2 separate regions of the Zea mays genome follow, and region 2 is linked to region 1. The links are chromatin contacts, called in public Hi-C maps. All regions are on one chromosome and are shown on one strand. The core of a region is the stretch at or near the end of the contact, and the rest is flanking DNA. Distances in the headings are between cores, read along the strand shown. Region 1 holds the start of LOC100283507 (membrane protein). Region 2 holds the start of LOC100284607.

The links. Hi-C and Micro-C count contacts between places; a contact is called where the count stands out from the background.
Region 2: a contact with region 1 is called in a Hi-C map of tassel, with 2.3 times the contacts expected there. The contact joins the promoter of LOC100284607 here to the promoter of LOC100283507 in region 1. A contact is called at or near these places in 2 of 25 Hi-C or Micro-C datasets (ear and tassel).

What each region holds. Positions count from the first base shown.
Region 1 is chr1:3,562,664-3,565,926 of Zm-B73-REFERENCE-NAM-5.0, forward strand. LOC100283507 (membrane protein) reads left to right here and starts at 1,758. Exons shown (of 4, transcript NM_001156407.2): 1 at 1,758-2,181; 2 at 2,277-2,440; 3 at 2,529-2,946; 4 at 3,221-3,263. The coding sequence starts at 1,907.
Region 2 is chr1:3,767,389-3,770,651 of Zm-B73-REFERENCE-NAM-5.0, forward strand. It overlaps LOC100284607, which reads right to left and starts at 1,823. Exons shown (of 10, transcript NM_001157502.2): 1 at 1,590-1,823; 2 at 1,374-1,496; 3 at 1,151-1,225; 4 at 962-1,027; 5 at 441-536; 6 at 191-307; 7 at 1-91. The coding sequence starts at 1,745.

The sequences.
Region 1 (3,263 bases), core at 508-3,007:
AACTCCAAGAGGATCTCTATATTCTTTCTAATTGATATAAATAGAATTTATTTATTTATTTTTAAAAATACCTTCTAGCGGCTTATCTAAATGACTATTCAAATATATGCATATTATATTTCGGGTTTCTCGCTAGCTAAATATAGAAAACTTGAATGACTCTAGAGTGCAAACAAGATATATATTGGCCTGTTTGGTTCACTACCTCAGTTACCACTCTTTGCCTAACCTTTCTGCCTAAGGTTAGTTATTCAATTCGAACGACTAACCTTAGGCAAAGTGTGACACATTTAGCCACAAACCAAACAGGCCCATAGAAAGCGAGTTTTATACAAATGACTCTGCAAATGATAATTTAGAGCAAGTGGGATAAATATATTATTTTAGTTAATTTTTGTGACCTCTTTTAGCCACCTGAAACAAATGAGGCCTTAGCTGGATCGTCTTCGCATCCAGCCTATTCTCGAGCCCCCTGACAGCGTAACGGCTCTAACGTCTCGTAAGTTTTCTCGGCTTTGGTAGCGTATGGAGCCGTGGACGAATTGGATCCGTGTTCCCCGTCTCTCGTTGGCACATGGCCGACGGTCGGTGCGGCGGGCGGGGTGTACGCGAGGCAGAATCCGATTGATTCGAGTGCAAGCCCACTGCACCCACCACACCAGCCGCCGGAACCGAGACCGACACCAGCTGCGTGCCAGCCAGCCAACGCCCAACGCGACGCGGAAACGAACAAAGCGGCGCGCGGGCGGGCGGGCTAGAATATACCGATGCACGCAGACACCAGGCCTGTCGGTGCCAACCGAGCTACAGCGTGGCGTGTCACAGAACGCTCGGGAACGGCGAGTGGAAGGAAGAACCGAGTGCCTCTCTATCGTCTTGTCTCCTACTAATAAACTTGTACGTACGTGTTTTTTTTATTTTTATAATACCATTGGCAAATCAAAAGTAGTACTCCCTCCGTCCGTTTGAATTTGACGTTCTAGTTTTTTTGAGACAGATTATGAGAGAGCTGAAATGACATATGTAACCCTCGTTTCTCTTAATTAAGCGTTAGTTACAATGCAAATAAAAGCCAGTACAAGCAAGCTGGCGCCTTGCCCTAAGCGTCACCCAACCAGCGCCGCTTGCCGCTCCAACCAAAAGACCGGAAACGAATTACATCTACGAAATGCTAGGATGCCTGACATGATGATAGAGTGGACAGTGGTCTTGGGTTCCGAGCATGACAAAATTTGTGGACAAGTTAGATGACCTAAAACGTCCAATTCAAACGGACAGAGGGAGTACTACTAGTCTGGTAGCTGCGCGCACTATCATAATTGCCTGTCTCCATCATCATTAGATCTAATCACACACATGGCCATCCGCGCTGCACTGCACTACTGCACCTCGTCATGATTCACCCTCCGATACTGCTACTAGTAGTAAACAAAACCCACCTCATCATTGACCCTCCAAGGGCGAAGCTTCGACGCCGACGAGGCCCATGTGTGATGTGTGCGTCAACTTGAAGCTTCCACAAGGCATGTCAGGATTGATGAGTTGCGTTGCGTGTAACCCTGTATCTCTGTATGTGCCAGTGCGACTAGGGTCGCCAGGATCTGGCTGGCCCTCGGCAACACGGTTGCACCGCATCACATCAGCCAGCCCCAGCCATGCACATGCGCCCGCCACCCCTGTGGGCCTGCCTGCCTGCCTGCCCTGGGAATTCAAAGAAACACCGCCCCGCCGCGCCGCGCGTCCCCCTTGCTCGCTCGCGCGTTTATTAATTCCCACCCCGCCGCTGCTCACGTATCGCCCGCCGTCCTCTCCTCTCCTCCCCGGCCCCTTCACTCCACCAACGAACCCCACGCAGGCAGCAGCACGCGCAAGCCGCAAGGCAAGGCACAAACACTAGGGGCCGGGCATGGCGACGCGGGCGGACGTGGAGAAGGGCGGGCCGGCGAGGAAGGAGCCCGGCAAGGTGCCGTCGCCGCTGTACCCGCAGCACGAGGGGGAGCGGGAGTGGGTGCCCTGGCTCGTCCCCGTCATCTTCGTCGCCAGCATCACCGTCTTCGTCGTCACCATGTACGCCAACAACTGCCCCGCGCGCGACACCAACAAGTGCGTCGCCCGCTTCCTCGGCCGCTTCTCCTTCCAGCCGCTGCGACAGAACCCGCTCTTCGGGCCCTCCTCCGCCACGTGAGTATAATGTGCTGTCTATGTATGTGATTAGATCAGATCAGATCAGATCTGACGCGCCCTGTACTTTTGATTGATCGTGTCTGTCTCTGCAGGCTCACCAAGATGGGGGCCCTGGTGTGGGAGAAGGTGGTGCACCGCCACCAGGGCTGGCGCCTCCTCTCCAGCATGTGGCTCCACGCCGGCGTCATCCACCTGGTCGCCAACATGCTCTGCCTCCTCTTCATCGGCATGCGCCTCGAACAGCAGTTCGGATACGGTCGGTAGCGGCTACCTACCTACTCTACTCTACTCTACCCTGCCCCTGGCTGCCAATAATAACCACAATATATAACCGCGTTCATCAGTGAGGATCGGCGCGATCTACGTGCTCTCCGGCGTGGGCGGCGCCGTGCTGTCGTCGCTGGTCGTCCGGAACCGCGTCACCGTGGGGGCCTCCGGGGCGCTCTTGGGCCTGCTGGGCGCCATGCTCTCGGAGCTGCTCACCAACTGGACCATCTACACCAACAAGGCGGCGGCCGTGGCCACGCTCCTGTCCGTGGCCGCCGTCAACCTGGTGCTCGGCGTCCTGCCCCACGTCGACAACCTGGCGCACCTCGGCGGCTTCCTCGCGGGCTTCCTACTCGGCTTCGTCGTGCTCATGCGCCCCCACTTGGGCTGGATGGAGCGCTACGGACTCCCCGCCGGCGCGCCCTGCACCGCCAGGAAGTACCTCGCGTACCAGTGGACCCTCCTCGCCGTCGCCATCATCATCCTCCTAGTCGGGTAAGCAGGACAGGACATCCTGATTGATTTATTTATTTATTTATTATATATATGCCCTTCGTAGCTGGCCAGGCCATTTCCTTCGTCCAGCATGTACATATAACAGGAGTAACGTGACTGGATTCTCCTCTTCCTCTCTCATGGCTAGCCAGCGTGTTGACATTGACAACCACGCTGTGCACGATACTCTATGCCGTTTTGTGTGCGCTCATATATAATTCAAAAGTCTCAACAACTCATTATTCCTTGCGTGTATGGTTTCCTCTCTCTGCAGATTCGCGGCCGGCATGGCGATGCTCTTCCGCGGCGCCAACGCC
Region 2 (3,263 bases), core at 573-3,072, 200 kb after region 1:
GACTGCTGGAATCCATATCTTCCCTGTTGTATATCTGACCAAGGTCTGATATGTTGTTTGCAATCTGGATTGCATCTTGCGATGGAAGATCCTGTCAATGTCAAAATTAATTAGTGCTGTATCAGTCTGCAGGTTCCTGATATCATAGCTATAGGTTGACAACAGTTCATCTCTCTTTGTACGGTCGTACCGATGGGTTTGGTCTCGATTCCACAATCTCAACGTTGCTGTAGTGGAACGAGGCCTGTATAGCCGCTTGCTGAAGGAGCACGGACCCAATCGACAGCGTTGGCGCAACCAAGCAGCCCTAATTAATGACCAGGAAACCACAGCGCAAGTTCATATTATTATTAGTCTGGCTGCCAAGCTCAAAATGGTGATGGCGGTGTGGTAAGTTTCAGAAGCAGCCCTAACGACGGTGAGCAGTTGCAGCTTATTACCACGCTTGCCTTCTCGCAGAACGCTGACAGTTCAGTCACTGTCTCTAGCTCGATTTTCGGAACGTAGACGACGCTGCTCAGACCAAACGCCGCTGCCTGCTCATGGTACGTAATAAACCATTTCAAAGAATTCCGAACATGAGAAGAAAAAATAATAATAATCTGAAGCAGTTGCGGATAGAGTCTGGACATGAGTAGGTTGTTGATCTTGTCCTGAAAAGTTACGTTAGCTGGTTAATTTAGTCATCAACGCCATTAATTCATGCTTGTCTCTGTCCTTGTCAGGATCATCGCTGATCTGCATCAGCTGACGACACCCTGATCTAGTTTGCTCCTAAACCCCTCGCTGGGATTCTCCAACGCAGCGTGTGAAACCAAACCAAACCATACAGGGTTGAAGAAAACAACAGTGTTTTGTTTAGGTTTAGCTTTGGGCTTAAGCACCTCGCCGTTCATTGATTGCATGCAGCTCGCATGTCCTTTTCCATGTCGTAGGTGGGCAGTGGACGTGCCGTGCGTACCTGCTTGACATTGTCGTAAACAGCTGAAGGCTCGCTGAAGTCGACCACCACGCCGGTTGCTCTCGACTGGAATGGAATGGAAGGACAGGCAGTGTGCAGTTAGCCCAAAGATGCAAGTCCTGAAGCCCGAAGCCCGCCGGGGATTTATCACGGTCGCCCGGCCCCCAGCGAGCTGAGCGGGGTCTGTACCTGCGCTATGGAGCCCAGAACCATGGTGAGGTCGTTCAGCACAGGGATCTCCAGCGGCTCGTCCATGCCACTTATCTGGACCACGACGCCCGTGCAGTGCCCAGCATTCGCATACAGCTCGTATGAGATAGATATAAACAAAGGGGCAATCCGGCAATGCAATGCCACCCATGCAGTGCATGTGAAGGAGTACATGGGATCATGTGAGTGAGAGAAGAAGAACCTGTCCCGCGTCCTCGCCAATGCACTGCGAGTCGATCGCGCCCGCGAGCTCCATTCCCCTGGCCTTGCTCACCGCAACGACGGCCGTCCTCCCGATCTCTTTCGTTGCCCCAACGATAACGACCTGGTGGGCACATATATATGATAGGCAGCTGGCTGGCTGGATCCTCCAGCAAGAACACGGAGCATGCACGGCGGTGGAGTGGAGGTGGAGTACCTTGATCGTGCTCTGGGCAGCCGTGGCCGCCGGCGGCGGCGGCGGCATTTGCTGCACGGAGCAGAGGACCTTCGCCGCCGCCGCCGCATTTCTCCTCCGCCAGCTCGCGGTGCTCCCGCTTGCTCGGATCCGAATCGGATGGCATAGCGTAACCATCCTGTGAGATCGAGCTGGTGCTAGGTCAGTGTGTGTGTCCTGTTGCCCCTCGCCCTCCCGTTTGGTGATAGCTTGTCCTGGGCTTATCTTATCTTGTCTGCAAGCGAGTGGCCTCAAGCCATTTGGCTTTAACGTAGGGCACCCGGCAACCACGGTAGCTAGCTGTTAACTGCTCTCTACAAGACTCCATCCACGTAGGAAAGGAGAGAGAAAAGGCCGCCGCTTGCTAGCATGCATGGCATCCCACGTAGGGATGAAAACGGTCGGAAACGGTCGGTAAACACTAAAACCATTACCGTTTTCATATTTTTTTTATCGGAAACAAAATCGAAAACGGTAACTCTAGAAACGAAAACGATATCGGTATTTCAGAAACATCGGAAACCAAAGTTTGGTGCGGAAAATACACCGGTAACGGTCGAAATCTAAAATACGATCGGTAAACATATCAAACTTCATAATACAACAAAGTTGACAAAAGATCACAAAGACCACAAGTTCACAATTCATGATATAACAAGTTCACAATATAACAACTTCACAAGGATCACAAATTTATAATATAAAAAGTTTACAAAGATCATAAGTTCACAATATAACAAGTTCACAGTATAACAAGTTCATAAAGATCACAAGTTTATAGACTCAAAGTTCACAATTCACAATATCCACTCGATCTGGCTGACATGACATGCTTACTTATGAAATATTTTTTCCTCACATAAAGAGTTTTTCACAACCTCACACGAAAACCTTAAAACCTAGTATGTGGAAAAGACCAAATCATTAATCTCAACTGTCTTCCAACACCATCTATCCCAAAAAAATCTTAAGGCGTCCAAAAATACAAAAATAAGTAATCCTTATCTAGAAACGTACAGGCGATGCAAAAAATCACATGTTGGAAAATTCCGAGACACAATTCCGAAAAATTCGGAGACACAATTCCGGAAAATTCCGAGACACAAATCCGGTAATTTCCGACAAAAACCGGTAACCGAAGGAAACGGTCGGTAAAACACCAAACCGATTCCGATAGAAAATTCCGAAAACCGATTCAGTTTTCGAAAAATATCGTTACCGATGAATCCGATCGAAAAATTTCGAAATCGGTTTTCGAAATACCGAAAAATTCCAAAACCGTTTTCATCCTAATCCCACGCATGCGAAGGCCCCACCAGGCCACCATGCATGTTCGAGCCTTGGAGGAGTGCGTCGCGGGCGGCGAGCTCAGCTGAGCCCGGCGGCGGGCCGGGGGTGGTGGTGCGTGGAAGAGTTGCACCAAAAGGTTGAACCGCCTTGCTACGGCGCGTGCAGCTCCTACAACAAGGAAGATGTGAAGCTAATCAGACAACTACCATACTGTCCATACATATGGAAAATTGGAAATGGATTTCGGTCCGTTCGCCATATGAGGTACAGATGTCCAAACAGTGCGGGCCGCCCGTTTGGCCCGTGACACGGCACGAATTTAGCCCGGTCCAAACACGGTCCGGCACGGTCGGTTACGGGTCCGGG